2 separate regions of the Sus scrofa genome follow, and region 2 is linked to region 1. The links are chromatin contacts, called in public Hi-C maps. All regions are on one chromosome and are shown on one strand. Each heading gives the region's core, a stretch centred on a gene start, on an enhancer-like site or on the middle of the called end of the contact. The rest is flanking DNA. Distances are from core to core; before and after follow the strand shown.

What was found. Hi-C and Micro-C count contacts between places; a contact is called where the count stands out from the background.
Region 2: a Hi-C map of skeletal muscle shows a contact between it and region 1, with 1.6 times the contacts expected there. The contact joins the promoter of CUL1 here to the enhancer-like site in region 1. A contact is called at or near these places in 1 of 5 promoter capture datasets (liver), 2 of 47 Hi-C or Micro-C datasets (liver and skeletal muscle) and 1 of 2 datasets of contacts at active chromatin or transcription factors (alveolar macrophages).

What each region holds. Positions count from the first base shown.
Region 1 is chr9:109,503,292-109,510,347 of Sscrofa11.1, reverse strand. CUL1 (cullin-1) reads left to right here. Exons shown (of 22, transcript XM_021063586.1): 3 at 3,933-4,107; 4 at 6,670-6,837. Among named protein-coding and RNA genes, the nearest start is that of CUL1, 52 kb to the left of the region's middle. Within about 2 kb of position 3,952, at least 4 of the 83 cell types and tissues checked have an H3K27ac peak or open chromatin away from gene starts, as enhancers often do. A contact at or near this core is called in alveolar macrophages and skeletal muscle, where this site is marked.
Region 2 is chr9:109,554,949-109,561,829 of Sscrofa11.1, reverse strand. CUL1 (cullin-1) reads left to right here and starts at 2,716. Exons shown (of 22, transcript XM_021063586.1): 1 at 2,716-3,593.

The DNA of each region.
Region 1 (7,056 bases), core at 2,703-5,202:
TTGCCATAGCCACAGCAACTCCGGATCCAAGCCTCCCTCAGTAACTGGTAGGATTTGTTAACCACTGCGCCACAACAGGAATTCCTATACACATCTTCTTAATCCAGTCATCTGTTGATGGATTCTTGGTTATTGTGAATAGTGCTGCTGTGGACATAGGGGTGCATCTATCTTTTCGAATGAAAGTTTTGTCTGAATGTATGATTAGGAATAGGATTGTTGGATCATATATAGTAGGTTTTTTTTTTTTTTGTCTTTTTTTGTCTTTTGTCTTTTTAGGGCCACACCACACCCACAGCATTAGAAGTTCCCAGGCTAGGAGTCGAATCAGAGCTATAGCTGCCGGCCTATACTGCAGCCACAGCAACAGCAACACCAGATCCAAGCCATGTCTTTGACTTACACCACAGCTCACAGCAAAGCCGGATCCTTAACCCACTGAGCAAGGCAAGGGATCAAACCAGTGTCCTCATGAATACTAGTGAGGTTTGTTAACTGCTGCACCACAACGGGAACTCTTAAAGCAGGCATTTTTAAAGAGAAGACTGAATAACTGGGCAGTATACTTCAACAATTTAGTGAAATGGACAGTTTTCTAGAAGTAGCAATACATAGTGGGGAAAAGATAGACTTATTTTAATTATATCGTTCATTTGTACTGTTGTGTAAATATATATATATTTTTTTCGGGTGGTACAAAACACCCAAAAGCAGAGATCAACTTCCCAATGGAATGTAGCTTTGCTCTTTGAGCTATAAACAATGTATATATTGTTTATATATATATACTTTTTCCATATTCTTTTCCATTATTGTTGGTTACAGAATGTTGGATATAGTTCCCTGTGCTGTAGAGTAGGACCTTGTTGTTCATGCTTTTTTTTCCCCCCCTCAATTGAAATATAGTTGATTTGCAGTGTTGTGTTACTTTCTGGTGTATAGCAAAGTGATTCCGTTTGTGTGTGTGTGTGTGTGTTTACTATTTTATATATAGTAATTTGTATCTGCTTATCCCAAACTCCTAATTTATACCTCTGCTAACCCCTTTCCTCTTTGGTATTCATAAATTTGTTTTGTTTTTGAGTCTCTTTTGTAAATAAGTTCATATGTACTTTTTTTTTTTTTTTTTTTTTTTTTAGGGCCACTCCTGCGGCATACAGAGGTTCTCAGGCTAGGGGTTGAATAGGAGCTGCAGCAGCTGGCTTATGCCACAGCAATGCAGGATCCGAGCCATGTCTGCAACCTACACCACAGCTCGTGGCAATGACAAATCCCATATGTATCATCTTAGATTCTGTACATAAGTGATACTGTATGGTATTTGTCTTTATCTTTCTGACTGACTTTTTTTTTTTTTGGTCTTTTTAAGGCTGCACTCGAGGCATATGGAGGTTCCCAGTGTAGGGATCAAATCACAGCTGTAGCCACGAGCGTACACCACAGCCACAGCAATGCCAAACCTGAGCTGCGTCTGTGACCTACACCACAGCTCACGGCAATGCCAGATTGTTAACCCACTGAGTGAGGCCAGGGATCAAACGTGCAACCTCATGGTGCTTAGTCGGGTTTGTTTCTGCTGCACCACAATGGGAACTCCTGACTGACTTTTCTCGTATGATAACCCCTAGGTCCATCCATATTGCTGCAAATGGCATTATTTCCATCTTTTTTTATAGTTGAGTAATACTCCTTTGCTTATCCTCCTTATCCATTCATCTGTCATTGGACACTTTGGTTGTTTCCATGTCTTGGCTATTGTGAATAGTGTTGCTATGAACGTGGTGGGTGTATGCATCTTTTCAAATTAGAGTTTTCTTCAGGTATATGCCCAGGAGTGGGATTCCTGGATCATATGGCAACTCTCTTTAGCTTACTGTGGAGCCTCCACACTGTTTTCCACGGTGGCTACATCAAGTTATACTCCAGCAGCATTTCAGGAGGGTTTCCTTTTCTTCACATTCTTTCCAGCATTTGTTATATGTAGACGTATTAATGATGGCCATTCTGACTGTTGGGGAGTTGATACCTCATTGTAGTTTTGATTGCGTTTCTCCAGTAAGAAGCAGTGTTAGACATCTTTTCTTGTGCCTGTTGGTCATTGGTATCTCTTTGGAGAAGTGAAGATCAACCGTTTAATATGTGGTGTGTGAACCGTTGGTGGTCTAGGCAGAGAAATGTGAAATTACTTTTCTTCCTCATTACATAGAGTTTTACTCAAAATGGATTAGATGTATCAATATGAAAATCAGGTTGAAAAGAAAATACTTATAAAATCATGCCAAAAATTGAGACTTGCCAAAAGATCATCCTCAGGATCTATCAACAAGTGCGAGGGTAAACAATTACAACATTATATGGTAGCATGTGTACATTACACATGGCTGCAGCTGTCTCAGATGTGAAATGAGACAAGTGGCAGAACCAAACGTGCATGTTACCATTTGTGTTAGCTAAACTTTAAAAACATGCAGTTTTGATTTCATATGTAGTTCCACAGTAAAATATGAAGCACTCAGGGAATGCTGTACCCCAAACACAGGGACACTGCCCCAGGGGAAAGGAGGAGTGTGTCCTGTGTGTTATACTCGGTACCGTTTCATTTCCTAGAGCGTTGAGGGGGGATCTGGATGGAATGAGACAAGCGTGAAAATACAGTAAAATTCATTCAAACTGGGTCATGAGTTTGAGAGAGTTTGTGTACATTGTAATCCATGATTCTCTCTACATTGGAAATGCTTAATAAAACGTTTTATAGCATAGTTCTTTGATTACCAATGAGCTTAAGGGATTTTTTTTTTTTTTAAAGGTTTTCGGCTTCTAATACTTCTAGCTTTTGGATTTTCTGTTGGAATAATTATGTTTCTTTAGAGATTTTTTTTTTTCACTTTGTTTTAAATTACCTTAATTTAGTAATGATAGTAACTTTAAGATATTTCTTACTGAAATACTTGCAAAATGTCAGATGAAGTGTTTATTGCTTAGAAAGGCCTTCTCCAGACCTCAGATAAAGTGTGTTCATGTGTATTTCCCTTGCTTTATGGTTTCAGTTTGTATATTTTAATTTTCAATCCATTTATAATATTTTGGAATATGGAATTTTTTTGAAATCTCCTCCTGCCCTAATACCACTTATTCAGTAATCTATCGAGTTGAAATAGTCTTTATATAGGAAGTTCTTAAATATACCAGAATATTCTTTGTCATGATTTTTCTTTCTGATTCAGTATTGGTGTTTCTGTTACTTTTGTCTACGTAAAGTACATGCAGATAAACTGAAATAGTATTAAAGTTTATAACAAAATAGAACGCACATTTCTGTTGCTCTCCATAGTGTGTGGCCAGTGTGCTTTTGTGATTCATCAGCTTCGGGCCTCCGTGACTTCTCTGCCCTAGTCTAGGATTTGATCTCTTGCCCTGACATGTCCTCGCTTTTCATGTTTCATTTTCAGTGTAACTTTTAAAAAATTCATTTACAAATGATTTAAAATCATGTTTTGTTTATTTTTGTCATGTTTGATTCTAGAAATAGTCATATAGCTAAGCATTATAATAGACTGTGGTTATAGCTTTTTGTTTTTCCTGAAGTAGATAATTGCTTTTTTCTTTTCATTTGCAAACTTTCCTTTGTACCATTTGCCAGTTCTTTTCTTACCTTCTCTCCCGAGACAGTTTCCCACAAGTAATGGCATTAGGTAATCTAGAGATCCAGAGTTTTCTTGGCAGTCTTCTTCCAGAACTTTCTGTCCTCCTCCTCAGCCGGCTGAGTTTTAGCTTTATTGGGGTGTGAATGCGATCTTTTTTCCACTCTAGCGTAACAGGTTTATGCTGATACATGGGAAACATTGATACTAAAATGTCTTGTAAAATTAGGGTCACATTAGTCACTGTTGGACATTGATGATACATGTTGATGTCCTTGACTTTTCTCCAAGTCATGTTTATAACTACTGCACAAGTGTTCACCAGTCAAACCAAGCACGAGGTGCTGGTGTCCCTCCTTCTAAATCAAAAAAAGGACAGACGCCTGGAGGAGCTCAGTTTGTTGGCTTGGAATTATACAAACGACTTAAAGAATTTTTGAAGAATTACTTGACAAATCTTCTTAAGGTAAGAAGTTTTGCATATATACTGAGCATTTATAATAGAATGTTTTTAAAAAATGAAATAGTGATTCTAAGTTAAATATAGTCTTTCACTGTCATTTGGCATTGACTGTCATTGGCATTTTGGCATTGACAAGTGCCTGAAGATCTTTGCTGTTGCTTAGTCAATTACTTATTATGAAGATGAAATCTTCGTAAGCCATATTCTGTTCTTTAATTTGTTAAATTGGAAGTTTTTGATGGCCCTATGCCATATAGTATTGTCCTTAAATTACTAACCACTTGGTATTTGGCTGTTAGATATTGGTGAACTTTTTAAAGCATGTAATTATGAATTCAAATTACCTATGTTGTAATTTGAAGCCAGCGTGCTATTCTGCATCAAGACATGTAAATGACTGCAAAGATTCAGATTTGGGTAATCACATTTCTGGTGTGGTTTTGTCTTTACACATGGTCATGTGGTATGGTCAGAACTGCAGTGTGATTGTGCCTTTGGCTAGGATGGGCCACTGCTCACTCCTTCCTTTTGCTCGGGCAGTGATAGAGTTCTTCCCCTTCATCTTCCGCCTTTTTCTTCCTCAGACTCCATCCTCTGTAGCAAAGGCAATGTGGTACCTTCCATCTAAACACAGGAGGGGCAGGTGGCTCTTCCTGGTGCTATACACACTGTGGAGCGTGTGAAGACATCTGTGCACTCTGCCCTGGGAAGTCTGCACTCTCTGTGTATATATTTTAAAGATTATTGATTTATATAGATAACAGGCAGCTTCAGCATGCTCCAAAATTGTTTTTCTTAATATTTGCAAGGTACCTAGAAACCTAACATCATCCTGACAGACAATAGTTGACTGACTACAAATTAGGAACAAGAGTATTTTCACGTTCTCTAAACAGTGTGCTTGTAATGCCTTGCTGAGGCCACTGTGTCCTTCTTGCTTTGAGTCACAGCACTTTGTTAAGTGGACACTGGAATCAATTATCTCTAGGGTTTTTTTGTTTTTTGGTCTTTTTTTAGGGCTACACCCGCAGCATATGGAAGTTCCCAGGCTAGGGGTTAAATTGGAGCTACAGCTGCCAGCCTACCCCACAGCCACAGCAAAGCCAGATCCTTAATCCACTGAGCGAGGCCAGGGATTGAACCTGTTTCCTCATGGATATTAGTCAGATTTGTTTCTGCTGAGCCACGACAGGAACTCCAGTTATCTTTAGTATTAGACAGGAGGAACTGAGGGATATACCATGTTGGGTACTGATAGCCATGCTATCAGTGATACTATTTTTGTATTGTCTTTTTTTTTGTTGTTGCTATTTCTTGGGCCGCTCTCACGGCATATGGAGGTTCCCAGGCTAGGGGTTGAATCGGAGCTGTAGCCACCAGCCTACGCCAGAGCCACAGCAACTCGGGATCCGAGCCGCGTCTGCAACCTACACCACAGCTCACGGCAACACCGGATCGTTGTTAACCCACTGAGCAAGGGCAGGGACCGTGGTTCCTAGTCGGATTCGTTAACCACTGCGCCACAACGGAAACTCCCTATTTTTGTATTTAAAAAGATCGTATACTATAATCCAGAAGAGCTTAGCTTTACATGTGGGGGTTCATTTCTTATTTAAATTTAAATGAACGAAAATTTGGTTGTATGAAGTATGGTCAGGTTTTCATGGAGCTCACTGGATCGCTTGTACACTGTGTGTTTATGGACCTTCGGTTCTGTGGAGCTTTTTGTTCTGCTAGTTGAAGGCCCTGAGGCTGAGGGAAGTTGGGGGCTGCCCCAGGCCCTTAGTTCACTGGAGGAAGCTTCTCCCTCCCAGGTTCCCCTGGAGTGTTCTGCTCCAGCACATTTTACTGACAGTGCAATTTAATGCTCCCTTTTTGAACGGTAAGGCTTCACTTTGTAGATGTCATTAATTCCTGAGAAGAAGCTTCAGGTTCATTTTCTTCAAGTAAAAAATTGCTGTTTAGGTTGTAGAAATTCAGTGAAAATAATTTTGGTAAATGAATGTTTTTCTTGTGAGGACTTGTTAAAGGAGAAACATTTGTACCATTATACTGTATATTGTTATTTTTACAAAAATGCAAGAGATTACAATGAAAAGCTCTAGATTTTTAGAATTTTTAAGTAAATTTAATGAAGGCAGAAATGCATTGAAAGATTGAATAGTTTTCGCCCTAAGATCTCAGTTGTTTATTGGAGATTTAAATTTTTTAATAGAAAAAATAAAAATCAGGGTGGTTGAGGTAATTTCCTTGTTAATATAAAGGAATTACCCTCACCTTCTAAAGGGTCAGTCTTTTTTTTTTTTAATCTATATATTTAATACCATGAAAAATTCCAGTTTGAGATAAAAGAATTTTTGTTAAACTTCTCTTTAGTCTAATTCTCATGAACTACATTCTTTGGAGAATTTATAGAAATGAGCCCGTACAGAATCATTTAAAGAAGTCATCTAAAACCATACCCTTCGGTGTATGTTACTGCAGTGGATGTTTCATTGAATGTTTAGCTTTAATTTATCACATGACAAGCTCTTCATCTTAAAGCTGTAGTTCTCTTGCTTTTAGGACGGAGAAGATCTGATGGATGAGAGTGTACTGAAGTTCTACACTCAGCAGTGGGAAGATTACCGATTTTCAAGCAAAGTGCTGAATGGGATTTGTGCCTACCTCAATAGACATTGGGTTCGCCGCGAATGCGACGAAGGACGGAAAGGAATCTATGAAATCTATTCTGTAAGGTTTTCTACACACCTTTCTTTATTTTTTGTCTCTCTTTGTCTTTTGAGGGCCGCACCTGTAGCATACGGAGGTTCCCAGGCTAGGGCTTGAATTGGAGCTACAGCTGCTGGCCTACACCACAGCAATGCCAGATCCAAGCCACATCTGCGACCTACACCACAGCTCACAGCAACTCTGGGTCCTTAACCCACTGAGTGAGGCCAGGGATCGAAC
Region 2 (6,881 bases), core at 1,467-3,966, 53 kb before region 1:
CAGTAGAAAAGAATCTGACTAGGAACCATGAGGTTGCAGGTTTGATCCCTGGCCTTGCTCAGTGGGTAAAGGATCTGGCATTGCCATGAGCTGTGGTGTAGGTCACAGATGTGGCTTGGATCTGGTGTTTCTGTGGTTGTGGTATAGGCCGGCAGCTGTAGCTCCAATTAGACCCCTATCCTGGGAGTCTCCATATGCCGCAGGTGCGGCCCTAAAAAGCAAATAAATAATAAATAAAATAATAAAACAAAGTTATTCAGATAATAAGTAGTAAAGCCAGGGTAGAAACTCTGGCAGTTTCAAATTTCCTCCCTTCCCCTTCCCACTCAATTTTGACTCAGTAGGTCTGGAATCAGTATTCAAATCCCCAGGTGATTCTGAAGCAAAGACAGTTTTGGGAACTATCCTATTAAATGAATTTACTTTGCAGTGGATGGCTAGTCTTCCTCATGTCTTAGAAGCAATACCACATATGGCTCATGAAGTGACACATGACCCTTTCAAATCTGATTAATAAACAATTATTTTTGAATCCTCTGCAGTGTCCTTCAGGCACAATGCTGGAGGGGCCTGGGGAACATCAGGAAGTAGTGTCTGACCAAGGCACAGACCACTTAGCTTAAAGGCACTTGTAAGAAGTTAGCAATCAGAGATCATGAAAGCCTGCGTAGAAGGTGCAAAGGAGGCTTTCCTGGAAGTGGATGTGAGCTGGATATGAAAAAGGAGGATGATTTGCAGATGTAGGAAAAGGGGAGAGACTTTCTATTTGTTGAAGGAAAAAATGGAAGCAAGCATTCATAAATGGTGATTCAAGGCTGATATTTGTGGACCAACAGTAGAATCAACAGGATGGAATGAAGTTGAGAGTTCCTTTTGCCAACTGGCTGGAAACACATTGGAAAAGTTAGGACAGGATTATGTGCCTTAAGTGCCAGGTCAGAGTTTGGACTGAACCCTCTAAACAGTGGGGAGCCAGAGTTCCCTCCCATTGTGGCTCAGCAGTGTGTAATCCAACTAGTATCCATGAGGATACAGGTTCGATCCCTGGCCTCGATCATTGGGTTAAGGATCCAGTGTTGCCATGAGCTGTGGTATAGGTTGCACCTGTGGCTCGGATCCTGCGTTGCTGTGGCTGTGGCATAGGCCAGCAGTTGTAACTCTAATTCGACCTCTAGCCTAGGAACTTCCATATGCCGCGGGTACAGTTATAAAAAAGACAAAAATAAATAAGTAAATAAGTAAACAGTGGGGAGCCACTGAAAAGTTTGAAAGGATAGCATCATTTGGAAAGAATCATCAGTGGTTAGTCACTGTGCAGGCTGGAAGGATAGAGCAGAGATCAGAACCAGGCAAACTATTTAAAGGTAAAAACAGGAGTTCCCGTTGTGGCGCAGTGGTTAACGAGTCTGACTAGGAACCATGAGGTTGTGGGTTCGATCCCTGGCCTTGCTTAATGGGTTAAGGATCTGGTGTTGACGTAAGCTGTGGTGTAGATCACAGATTGGGCTCCGACCCCGAGTTGCTGTGGCTCTGGTATAGGCCAGTAGCAACAGCTCCGATTGGAATCTCCATATGCCGCAGGTGTGGCCCTAGAAAAGACAAAAAAGACAAAAATTTAAAATTAAAAAAAATAAAGGTAAAAACAATACAGGTGTGGGAAACATAATAAAGGAGTGGATCTGCACATACTTGGGAGTTACTGGCTTAGGTTACGCCCCTCATCAAGCTTAATGATTTGGAGCAAATTGCCTGATATGTCTGAGAAGTGGTATAGATGCTACCTGGTTGTGAGGTGGACATAAAAGTCAATGAATGACATAGTCTAAGAGCTGTCAGTAACAGTGCAGATGAGTGGCGAGTAAAAGCTAGAAGGAAGAAGCAGGAATTAAGGCAGTGAGAATTGGAGAGGATGGTTATAGGTGAACTAAATCCTTCCATTCAGGGAAAAGTGAGGTAGTAATTCAGTAGGGTTCTCTTGTGGCACAGCAGGTTAAGGATCTGGTGTGGTCACTACTGTGGCTCTAGTTCTATCCCTGGCCCAGGAACTTCTATATGCCATGGGTGCGGCTGGAAAAAAAAAGGGGGGGGAGAGGTTGAAAGAAACAAACAGTAAAGGGAAAGCTGACCCACTCCGTTCTTGTATTAGCTATGGGAAGGCACAGACAAGAAGACCATGTTGAATGGTGAGAAGGGAGAGGACAGTTTAGGGAAGATGGAGATGAGATACCTTGTTGTTTGAGGAAAATACAGGTTCCATTATGGGGAACAAGTAAGAGAAGCCATATATATACAGTGGAAAGCACTGTCCACAGGGACAAGCCTTCCATTTCTACCTTCAATTTTACCATGTGCCCACAAAAAAATTGCAAAATACACCTGTTTCTTCTTCTTTTTTGGTCTTTTCCAGGGCCACTTCCCATGGCATACTGAGGTTCCCAGCCTAGGGGTCTAATCCGAGCTGTAGACACTGGCCTACGCCAGAGCCACAGCAATGCGGGATCTGAGCCACATTTGTGACCTACACCACAGCTCATGGCAACGCCAGATCCTTAACCCACTGAGCAAGGCCAGGGATCAAACCCGCAACCTCATGGTTCCTAGTCGGATTCATTAATCACTGCGCTAAAATGGGAACTCCTCCTACACCTGTTTCTTTTAAATATCTAGAAGTGTAGGATGTAAACCAACAATTTAAAAATCATTGCATAGATTGAGATCATATACTTTAGTGACAAGTACAGACCAATGCCTTACTTCTAAAGGTACTTAACAAATGTTGACAAGTGACCACATTTCAATAGAAGGAAACAAATACTATGGGATATTCTAAGAGAAACCTGTATTCCTCAGGAGACAGCGTAGATTATGGGGGCAGCCCTCTACTCTGGGCCTAGGATTTCCACCCCACGGTGATACTAAAATCTTCTCCTGTTTTCATTTGGAGCAAAACAGGAAGTTATGTTCATCAAGTTTTTTGCCCAGGTAATTTGAAATTCTTCCTTGCTTGTTCATGGAAGTCGTGGGCCCTCTGGTATGTAAACCACATCATTCCAGCAGAAGCCCCTCCAAGCCCGCCTTTTGTCACCTAGGTCATCATAGGAAGCCAGGTGGCTATTTGTGCTGCAAAAATGTGCAGTTCAAGGACCCAATTGTGAGTTAATTTCACTTGACTGCGGTGAACTACTCCAGGACTCACGTGAAAACAATGTTATTCTGCAGTCACGCCTCATCGCATCCACATATATGGAAAAGCTTAAATTCCATTCTTGATTTGTCTTTACAGAGATTAATGGTAAAGCGAATCTTTATCAGCCCTTTGCCTAAAAAGGAGTTGGTTAAAGAGTTTGTGGAGGAAAGCTGGATTGGTTTGATTTCAGAAACGATTTTAGAGAGGCGCCGGGGAGCCGGGGCTCTGGTGCCGAGGCCCGCAGGTGTCTTGGGGCTGAGAATGGACCACACGTTTTTCTTTTCAAGGGCCCCTCGCCCATCCTCGACTTCATCAGCCGGTCGGGATCTGGCTTTTGGTTATTCCCCCGGCTGGGGAGGCAGATCCACCGGGTGTCGTTGTGTTCCGTGTCGGTTCAGGGTTCAGGGTGAGTGTGCGCGCAGGAGGGGGTGTGTGAGACCCTCTCCTCCAGGGAGTTTTGGGGCGGCTTCTTCCTAGGCTGGCGCCCCCAACCTCAGAAGGTGACCCCTCCTCGTTCGGCCCGAAGTGGCGGGAAGCCGGGTCCTTAGAGGCGGCCCGAAGGCGAGGGAGGCTGTAAAACCTGGAGGCGGATCCGGTGCGCTCGGCCGGGGATGGCGTGGGGTTTCAGAGCCAAGGACCGCGGGCTTCAGGTAGGGACCAGCCAGGCGAGCGGGGCCTCAGCGGCGTCGGGGGCCCTGGGGCCAGGGCCACGGCGGGCGGGAGGTTTCCGGGCCCCTCCCGTGCCGCGGGCTGGTGGGGAGATGGCGGCGACGGTTTCCCGGCTCCCCCGCCCCGGACGCGATGGCGGTGCGTTCCGGCCCTCCCCCACCAGCTTCACGCCCGCGGGAGCCGGAGCCGGTGAGGCCGGGAGGGCGGGGAGCGGCGGAGGAAAGGCGAGAGGGCGGAGGTTGCGTGGTGCAGGCGGCGGCGGCGGCGGCGGCGGCGGCGGGAGGAGGAGGAGGAGGAGGAGGAGGAGGGCCGGCGGGCGAGCAGGGGAGGAGGAGGAGGCGGGAGCCGTGTCGCACGCAGCTCCAGGCGGGGCAGCCCCGGCGGCTGAGGGACGCGGCCAGACCTTGGCGGGACGGGGATTTAACCGGGGCCCGGCCCAGCGACCAGGTGGAAACGTAGCCGGAGCCACTTAGGCACCCGGGAAATACGGGTGAGTGTCGGGGGTCCGGCGCCGAGGGGGTAGGTGGCGGCGGCGGGCGCAGGCCGGGCCCCGAGCCGCGGTGTCGCAGTGACTGGGGCCGCGGCAGCCGAGCGCAGGAGGCGGGCGAGGCCTGAGAGGCCGAGCCGCGGCCGGGAGGTATGGCGGCGGAGCCGGGGGACTCGTGGGCAGAGGGCGCCGGGGGCGGGAGGTGAGCGAGCGCGGCCCGGCCCTGAGTCACCCGGGTCGGCTCGGGCCTGGCCGGGCCGCGGCACCGGACGTGGGCTCAGGGCGACCAGGCCCGGACTACGCACTGGGAAAAAAGCCCGATTCATCGCGCCCGAGGCGGCGGCCTGGTGGCGCCCGACCCATTCCCATCGCTATTGGGCTCGGGCTGCGGAGCCCGGCGGCGAGCGGCCCCGGGCGGTCGGGCGCGCGCGTCTCGGCTCTCGGGCGGCGACCCCCGCGGGGCACCGGGGACCCGTGCGGTCTCTTCCTCGCCCCTCGGGATCACTTCTCTCCCGAGCGTCGCTTCCCCCCCAGCGCGTGCTCTCAAGTAAGTACTGGGCTCGCGCGCAGGAGCGGCGGCGGAGCCGGGCTCTCTGCTTTCCGGTTCCCTGCCCGCGACTCTTGGGTTCCCTGCCCGCATTGTTGCGACTGTGCAGGGCGCTATTATTGGGTAACAGTCGCCCTTTTGCCCCGTTCTCTTGGGAGAGCGGGCCAGGAAGGTGGCAGGGATGCGAGTGCAGCGGCCGAACGGGACCGAGCCCCCCGGCGCCAGCCAAGCGCCCGCGAGTGGGGCCGGGCCTGCGCCGCCGCGTCGGCGCGCCCCCGGCCCTGCGCCCGGCGGGAGCGCGCGCTGACCCCGCAGGTAACCCTTGCGGAGGGTGGCCCTGTGCGCCCCGCTTGCTCCCCCTGCCCCGCGCAGGAGGTGGCCTGCAGCGGGCCAAGTGATGGTTTCAGGAGAAACGCTTTGTGAACATTCCTGGAGACTAATCCGCAAAGTTCAGGGTTTTCTCCCTTCAGCGAGCTCTGCCCCAAATTGGATCCTCTTTTCCGAGTGGATCCTTGTTGCTTTTAATTGGTAGTTGGGGTTAGTGGTGAGGGTGCAAATGGGGAATTGCAGTTAACTTATACTCAAGCATTTATTTGCTCTGTGTAATTGTGGTGACATTAAAACAGAGTTAGGAATGGAGTCAGGGGTCACGCAGTTTTGAAATGAACTTTTGAGTGACAGAAGGGAACTCAATTTGCTTTTACTTTTAAGCTCCCAGCTGCTAAGACCTAAAACATCTTGACATTCCCCAGAACGTGTGCACTTGTAAGTTTAACACCTCATTTTTGTGGTCGCCCTGTCTACCTGATATTCTGATATCCTGGAGCGTTTGTGGATTGTGTAGCAGAACAGGGAATGTTGTTTAAAAAGCAAAATCAGTCACTTTTCACATTTTTCAAATTATTCAAGACACTTTTTTGATCCAAAAGGGTTCTTGGATGTTAGGAAACATTTTACTTGAAAGTTCTATTTGTTGCTTTCCATGATAAGTTGTAATAGTTGTATTTCAAATTCCGAAGCATGCAAACACAAGACTGGCTCACTTTAACTCTATTATGCCCATTTTTGGAGGTTTTTGGAGAGTGCTCATTAAGCTAGAGAGGGGTGGCTGAAGTACTGTCTAAAAATATTACCTTTTTTTGTGTGTGTTTTGGTTTTTTTTTTTTTTTTTTTGGTCATTGGACTCAATCTTTTAAAAAACTTATTTTACCAAAAAGAAGGAAGAAAAAAACTTTTAGATGGACTACTAGGATATTTGACCAGTTTGTAATCTCTCTCAGAGCCACAGGCTCAGGTCCTTGGAGGCATGTCCATCTCCCTTTCCTAAGGTCGCCCATCACAGAGGAGAATTACCAGTCAGTGAATGCCCCAGCTGATTCTGCAGTTTCTTTAGGTATTACAGCACCTCCTGTGCCTTTGCCTCTCACTGAATATTACCTTCTAGAGATAATTAGTCTGGTTGTCAATACAACCTTATTTCTCATTCTTCTTAGACTGAATTTCTTTTTCTTTTTTCTTATTTTTCTCTTTTCCTTTTTAGGGCCTCATGAGAGGCATATGGAAGTTCCCAGGCTAGAGATTGAATCAGAGCTGCAGCTACCAGCCTACACAACAGCCACAGCAACATGGGATCTGATCCGCATCTGCAACCTACACCAAAGCTCATCGCAATGTTGGATGGATCCCTTAACCCACTGAGCAAGGGCAGGGATTGAACCCGCATCCTTATGGACACTAGTTGGATTCGTTTGCACTGCGCCACAACAGGAACTCCCTCTGACTGAATTTCTTGAAAGGAGATACTGCTTATTTATTTTTGCATCCCCAAAGTATCATAGAACTTCACCCTGGGTACCTTAGTTTTTTTTGAATGACTAAATCTGGAATAATTCCACCTTATTCCCAGTGTTTGACCACTTGGGATTTGGCTACAGAAACAGTCACTGCACTTAAACCGGGTGAGAATGAACACTTTATTGTAATTGTTCCTG